Linked DNA regions of Lactuca sativa: region 1 is linked to region 2. The links are chromatin contacts, called in public Hi-C maps. All regions are on one chromosome and are shown on one strand. Each heading gives the region's core, a stretch centred on a gene start, on an enhancer-like site or on the middle of the called end of the contact. The rest is flanking DNA. Distances are from core to core; before and after follow the strand shown.

Region 1 (4,070 bases), core at 928-3,427, 200 kb after region 2:
TCTGTCGCCCTTTGGGCAGCAGCTGGTTATGTTCTCTCAGAAGAGGCATGCTTTTCCACTGCTGCCCTCTATCTTGATAAATCTTATTCCAAATTTATGACTTTTTGTGGCAGTGGTATATTAGTCTTTTGGCTTCAAGAAGTCAAGTTGATTTGACAAAAAATTATTCATTCAGTACTGAAAGTGAATGGTTATCTAATATAGGCTAGTATTAATAAATAAATAAATAAATAATTTAAAAAAAAAAAAAACTATCTTTAAAAGTCTATACAGGATTTGATCTCATTTTACTTACCGGATTTTCTTGTTCTTTTCAGTATGCTGTTGTGGGATGAGAAAGTCCTGCAATCCTGTTTGCGAAATCTAGATTCTAGAAGATTCACAGGACTAATTCGTAAAGGAAAGTATAGGTTCTAAATTCAGACAGGTCAGGAATCAGTTACACCCTGTTTGTCCAATGAGATAACTACCTAATTCGTCTTGAGAGATATAACAAAATTAAGCCACACCCTAATGTACTCTCCATCCTACTAAATAGTCAGAGTTGGGCATATCTAGTCAATGAATCAACCATTATCAAAACTAAAACCAAAATGCAGAAGTTATTTCACGAATAGAAAAGCGTACTCTTTGATTGGTGGTATTTCTTCCCAGCATGTTTAGATTATAAAAGATGATGTATTTCATATTTCTAACCTTAAACTAAAAATTGTTTGAAATCCCTACACTTCTATTCATATGCAGACAAGAAACTACACAAAATGTTATTGATTGCCATTTGTAATTGTACTTTTCTCTTAGAAGCATCATCCAAATTTGTGTTTTAGAATAAATGATTTTCAAATCAAAATATGGGTAAAGAATTCCCATATAAGTTTTTCATCACTTCCCTAATTGCCACTGCTGAACCTATTTGCATAACTGCTAACCCTGATTAAATAATTAAACATATTAAGGATTCAGAAAAGTTAGGATGCTGCTATCGGTTTATATCATTTAGTGTTTCAAGACTGTGTGAGGATACACAATATGTGATCATGGATCCAGTTTAAAAGAACTGGATGGATATACATATAGAGAGTTGAGCAAATTCATCGTTTACAATTGAGCCAAAGCAAAAAGTTGGAAGATTCCACAACCAACTACTTTTCACACCCACATGCACGAATTCACTGCTTAATTATCATTTGTATATAATTGCTATGAACTGAAAACCAAATTACCTCGTGAGAGCATCAAGAACTACAACAGCAATTCCCCTATTATCACTCCTCCCTGATTTCGGTTGATTATCTCCTTTTGCAGTAATATCATCATAAAATGCCCTTGCCGCCAACTTCACCAATCTAAATCCATCATAATTATAAACTAATCAAACCCAAATTGATGAAAATTTAAAGAAATTACAGAACTAAAACTAAAAAATCGCTTTATACGAATAAATAAGATATTTACTTGTTAAATGGCTCTATGCTCATGTTTTGATTATCCGAATACAAAACACCTAGAGTTTACGCTTTAGCTATTGACTTGAATCTGGTAATCACTGAACTTAGTAGAGGAATTCAGCAGCAATCTGATGATTCGGTGATCCTACTTGAACGATTGGATGATTCATAAACCTGATCACTTCAAGCAACATAAATTTAAAATTCAATTAGAATAAACAGTAATTAACATAGTGTTCCTACAAGCAATTCAAATAATAGGAATAAGTATACACTATAACTTTGGCCTATGTATTCTCATGTTATAACACCTCCAGGTTCAAATCCCTGCACAGTTGCAGAGCTTTAAATAAGAGTCGAAAATATAATTGGTAATATTGGATGATTATCATATCAACTCAAGTCATTTTCTCATATTATAACCAGTTTTAAGCCAAGTAACCAACAACAACAAACAATTAAAAATTGAATTAGGGTCTATTAATAAAGATGAACAAAATTAGGTTATACCTACTTGAGAGGCGAGCGTGAGCCAATGAGTGCAGAAAGATCGAAGAGGACAATAGCAAGAGGCCGATACAGATAGAGTCACAGGGATCGACGAGGAAAAGATCGAAGAGCAGCGAGAGGCCGAGGCTAATGAAGAGAAAATCGAAGAGAGGTGAGATCGTAATCGGACCAATCGGCCATGGTTTATGTTTATCCCCCTTTTAAGCGGACCAACTGGGCCAAATTTTGAGTTTGGTTCTCGACCCATAATAACGCCTACGAGATACGTACTCGATCCGAAATATATTAGGCTAAGGGCATGGATACCACAAACCTAGAACTTTGAGTAAATTACACGGATGGTCACTATGGTTAATGGTTACTTGCACGCTTGGTCCCTAAGAAGTTTTTTTAACTCGGACCATCCCTAAAACCTAAATTTGTTACCCGCCCAGTCCCTAAATTAACTTTGTCATCTATTTTGCTGTTATTAACCCCCATGTGAGTAGCACGTTGGGGGCATTTTTGTCCTTCCATGTTTATAGCCACTTAAAGACCTACCCAACCTTCTTTTTATCAATTTCTTCTTTCTCGTTCTTCTCGGTGCACTGGTGCACCGACTTCATCAGTAAGCTCCAAATAATAACATGCCTGAATGTTGATTTTTTATATAAATAGCAAACTTGAAAATCTTTTAATAATAAACTTCAATACCATGACATGTATCCGAGTCGTGAAGGAGGAAAGGGGTAAGAAAATGAAAAATGAACCTTGTTATTTGGTGTACAGCAAAAATGGGTCTGAAGGGTAAATTTGTTTTAATAGCATCATTCTCCTTTGATTCTAACATAGGTTCAAATCGGGCACCTACACTGAAAAATCCTTCTTTACTATTGTCAATCCAAGTTGGAACTTTCACCTGTTATGAAAAAATCAACAATGAACAAAAGATTAGTTAAAACTCATAAAGTCATATTCACCTGTTATACAAAGAGTTAACAACAGATAAGATATAAAATCAAGTTTTTAACATGTCTTAAAACTAGCTTCAGGGACTAACTTGATTTGGACTGAATAATTCCTTCCAACTAAGCAATCCTTATAAGTTTTACATCATAAATCAAGTTTGCATATTGCAAGCTTCTAAAAGATGTACAATACACTGAATTGGAAAATTTCACACAAAGAATTCCTAAATTTTTACTCCGTCAAATGCTAGAATCCAAATTGACAAAACCTCATATCTTTCTTTACTTCTTTCTCTCCCTCTCTCTCCAACCAAGAAGGAACTTTGAAAGCAGTTGTCTTCGAATTCCTAATGTTCGCCTCTGTATCCACACAACAAAATCCTTGTGCATATTCCTCTTCCTAAATCGATCCCCAGGTGCAAGGCTGCCTTTGTATGGATGAATCCTCTCTAAATCTTAAGACACATTGTCATTATGAATCGTGAATCGTTTCCAAATCCTAGAAATCGATGACAATGTTCATTGTTTCCACAACCTAGAGAATCGCTGACGTTTATTGTTTTCGCACCATAGAAATCATCGATGTTGTTTATCGTTTCCGTAGACTCCTCCATCATATCAGCGTTCTTCATCGTCTCCACACCAAAAAAATCACACCCGTCATTAGCGTTTCCGTAGATTCCGAAAATCGATCTGTGCGTTTACTTTTTCTTGTGACAGACTTGTTGTTCGATTTCAAGGTGAAGAAGCAAGTTGCGATGTGGCAGATGATTCAGGAGAAGTGAAGAAAGAAGAAGAAGGGTAAGGACGTGAGGGCGTTGGGTGGCGGTGATTTCTTTTATCTCTTTCTCTCTCCCTATATTAAATATAAAAGTAAGGGTAGATATGTCTTTTCACCATAGTTTAACAGCAAAACAAACGAAAAGTTAACTTAGGGACCGGGCGGGTAACAAATTTAGGTTTTAGGGATGGTCCGAGTTAAAAAAACTTCTTAGGGACCAAGCGTGCAAGTAACCATTAACCATAGGGACCATCCGTGTAATTTATCTCTAGAACTTTTGAAGTCAAATCAATGCCCCCATCACCTTCTTTATTAACCTCCTATCAAGTACCAACCGAGTGACCCTTAAAAATGATTACCAACCCACTAACCCTTAAAAATATT
Region 2 (3,550 bases), core at 1,020-3,519:
AGACGCCTGAGTCTCTCTGGATGAGTAGTTGGTGGGCGAGATCTTGGTTGTCGACGAAGATGAGGTGACAATAACCAATAGAAAGAATGATCAGTGGTCCATATTTTAATTTAAGATTTCGATTTTTTTTTCAGATTTGTGATCGAAGTGTTGGATCTTTTGTGAAATATGAAGATGTTGTAAGACTATATTTTACTGCATCTGCGATTCTTCATAATGCATCACTAGGTAACTCAAATTTCTTTTTTTCAACTCTTTTTTCCTTCCCGCATCTTGCCTTGGTTACGTTATTAAACTTGCGAAAATCTTGGTGAACCTGATAATGAATTGTGAACATTTGATTGTTGGTTGTATTTTTTATGGAAATTTGAAGTGATTTTATTGATATTGTATGGCCTGATCAATAATTAAATAACGAGAAGTGTGAATCTTGGGTGACCTAATTTTGATTTCACCGATCAGGAGGTGTGCCTATGGTGAGGATTTTGTGCACTATTCTTGGCACAACACCTGTTCGACCAAATGCTTCAATGACTATGTTTGAATAAGTGTGATTGGTTTATAAATTGATCGTGATTTTTGTTTTGTAATTTATGATTATGTCGCTCATTTATTTCAGGGAAAGTTCATGGTCCCAGTTTGATTGAACCAAGAGGTCATAATAGCTCATTAGATTCAACTCCATGCTCCTTAATCATTACAAGCTTCTGAATCTTGTTAGTGTTAAAGATTCAAATGAAAAGGATCCAGATCAAGATATTAAAAAAGTAGAGTTTATATTTTTTTCAATCCTATTCAATTATGAATATGTTAAAATTCATTAATGATTATGAAATTGAGATAAAATTAATAGATTTTATTTCATCATTGTTAATTATTTATGATTTTCAGCTCTATTCAATTTATTCATCAGTGTTAATACATGATTATACATGATTTTAGTTATCATCATACATGAATAAATCTCTATTCATTATAAGGTTTATGTTAAAAACTAAAAAAAAATTTCATAATCATTTTGTTGGGAAATACCGGTCAATTGAAAACGTTAGGAGTAAAATATTGCACTTTTATATATGTGATTTCAACAAAAATGAAAGATATAGGGGCTACGTTTTCCTTTCCCTACCATCAAAAGACAAACATACATTCATTTGTGAATCAGTGAAGATGTATACACAACTTTATTATCTATTTTTTTTAATTATCTTTGAACTTGATTATGCAGGTGTGACCCCAAGAATAACAATGATCACATGTGCCCTTTTTTGTTTTTGTGTGTGCCGGTAGCAACAAGAAAAATTACAGCAAACTGGATTTTTTATCTTCTTTAGTCATTTGTGATTACAACTAAACTATATTCTTTTATCTTTACATGCATTTTCCTTTATTCATTAATGATTTCAGGTGTATTTGTTTTCTATATTTGTAAATGTACTTTATACGTTTATGATTACGACTAAATTGAGTTTTTATTCTTAGTTATTTATTTTTTATGGTGCTTTACTCATTCCATCTTTTATTGTTGTATATAATCTTTCACAATTAACATAATCAGATCAAATAAAATTATTCAAAAAATTAATTTAATGTATGTTTTCATTTATTTATGAATACAAATGAAAAAAAAATGTTTTTTCAATCTTTATTCATATAATATCTGATGAATGATAAATTATAAAAAATGACTTTGTTAACAAAAATTAATAAAAAATATTTTTGTCATATATTAATAAAAAATAAAATAAAAATAGGCTAATCTATTATTTTAAGTAATTGTAATTAATATTGCTAAAATTTAGGAGATTAAGATTTGCTATAATTTAAATTAAATATGCAATTAATAATATACCTTTGTAAAATGATTGGTTCAGAACTGTTCCCGCGTTCTCAACCTTTTTGATGTTCTCATTTGATGATTTCCATATATATATATATATATATATATATATATATATATATATATATATATATATATATATATATATATATATAAGTAGGTTCATTTAAAAACATAGATTAGTGTGAATACGTGAGGACGATTTACAGCCAATCAATATTTATCATTTAAAAAAATAAGTAAATTTATTTTTAAGGGTAAGCATGTAATTTTACACAAAAGTCAATCAAGTAATTAAAACAAATAGCCTAAAAATACGTTGATTGATCTTTCCATAATCCACAAATGAAACTCACCTACTAATCATTTTGTTATATCAGTCATATCATTCATCGTTTTGAAAAATATTTTATTATTCTATTGATCCAAATGGATTTTCATACAGAAGACGGCGATTACAACGATGATTTATATTCAATGCAGGATGGAATAGATCATACTTTTGGTGATAGTCTGTTCGATGACCAACATCATGGAATTGATAAAAATCCAAGTTTAATTTCTTACAAATTTCCGTATATCATGATAAGAATCCAGGTTTAATTTATTACAGTTTTTCGTAAATGTTAACTTCCATTTACTAAATTTCGATAGTATATTTTATGTTAATTCATCATTGTTTATTTTTAGTAGAAGATTGTTATATTTATGATTATATTGATCTAGATGCAAACGTTTTAGGTGATATTTCAATTGAAGACAAGACATTGGGTGTATTTGATGATAATCAATCTAATGATAATCATCAGCATGTGATTATTAATGGAAAACAGTATTGGATTCCAAAGGCCCCTGATGAAGTTAAGCCAAAACTTAAAGGTCATTACAGGTCCTATGAAGATATAACAGATATGTATTACAAGTATGCTCTTGCAGCAAGTTTTGATGTTAGAAAAACGACAAATGGGAAAAATGGGCATGGTATTATTAGATTGAGATACCTCGTGTGTAACAGACAAGGTCTTCCTAATACAGGTCATGTTGATACATTGAACCCAAACAGAAGTAAGATAAAAAGAAAGACTGATAGTCGAAGGACTGGATGCAATGCTTGTATCAGATTTAGGATGATAAAAGGAAGCTCTACATGGTTGCTATATGAGTTTGTAGAGGAACATAATCATGAGCTTATGTCTCAAGACGACATATTGTTTTCCCGACACCACAGACAGCTTAATTCATGACAAAAATCGTTCATTATTAGTCTTTCTAATCAGAACGTTTGTGCCACCCAAGCTCACAGGCTATTTACTGCTATTAATGGTGGATACAATATTATTGGAGGCACTGTTGATGATTTTAAAATTTTGATGAGGGATCTTAATTGCTTTATAGGTGGAACTGATGCTCAAATGTTAGTCGATAAGATGACAAACAGAACAAAAAATGTTCCTAATTTTTCATTCGATTTCAGAGTAGAAAATAAGCAACTCAACGCTATGTTTTGGGCTGACGAGACCTCAAAGATAAATTATAAAGAATTTGGTGATGTTGTCTCCTTTGATGCCACATTCCGAACAAACAGGTTATGTATTTTTTATGTTTATGTTTTTTGTTTTAATTTTAAGTCTTTTAAAATTTTCAATGTAAATTTTACCACTTTTTAGGTATGACATGGTATTTGTTCCTTTCACTGGAATCGACAATCAC

What was found. Hi-C and Micro-C count contacts between places; a contact is called where the count stands out from the background.
Region 1: a Hi-C map of leaf shows a contact between it and region 2, with 3 times the contacts expected there. The contact joins the promoter of LOC111919700 here to the promoter of LOC111919773 in region 2. A contact is called at or near these places in 3 of 4 Hi-C or Micro-C datasets (leaf and seed).

The regions. Positions count from the first base shown.
Region 1 is chr8:17,433,398-17,437,467 of Lsat_Salinas_v11, forward strand. It overlaps LOC111919700 (transcription initiation factor IIE subunit alpha), which reads right to left and starts at 2,178. Exons shown (of 11, transcript XM_023915283.3): 1 at 1,963-2,178; 2 at 1,456-1,622; 3 at 1,224-1,346. The coding sequence starts at 1,478.
Region 2 is chr8:17,233,534-17,237,083 of Lsat_Salinas_v11, forward strand. LOC111919773 (protein FAR1-RELATED SEQUENCE 5-like) reads left to right here and starts at 2,270. Exons shown (of 5, transcript XM_023915366.1): 1 at 2,270-2,393; 2 at 2,531-2,990; 3 at 3,105-3,425; 4 at 3,508-3,550. The coding sequence starts at 2,270.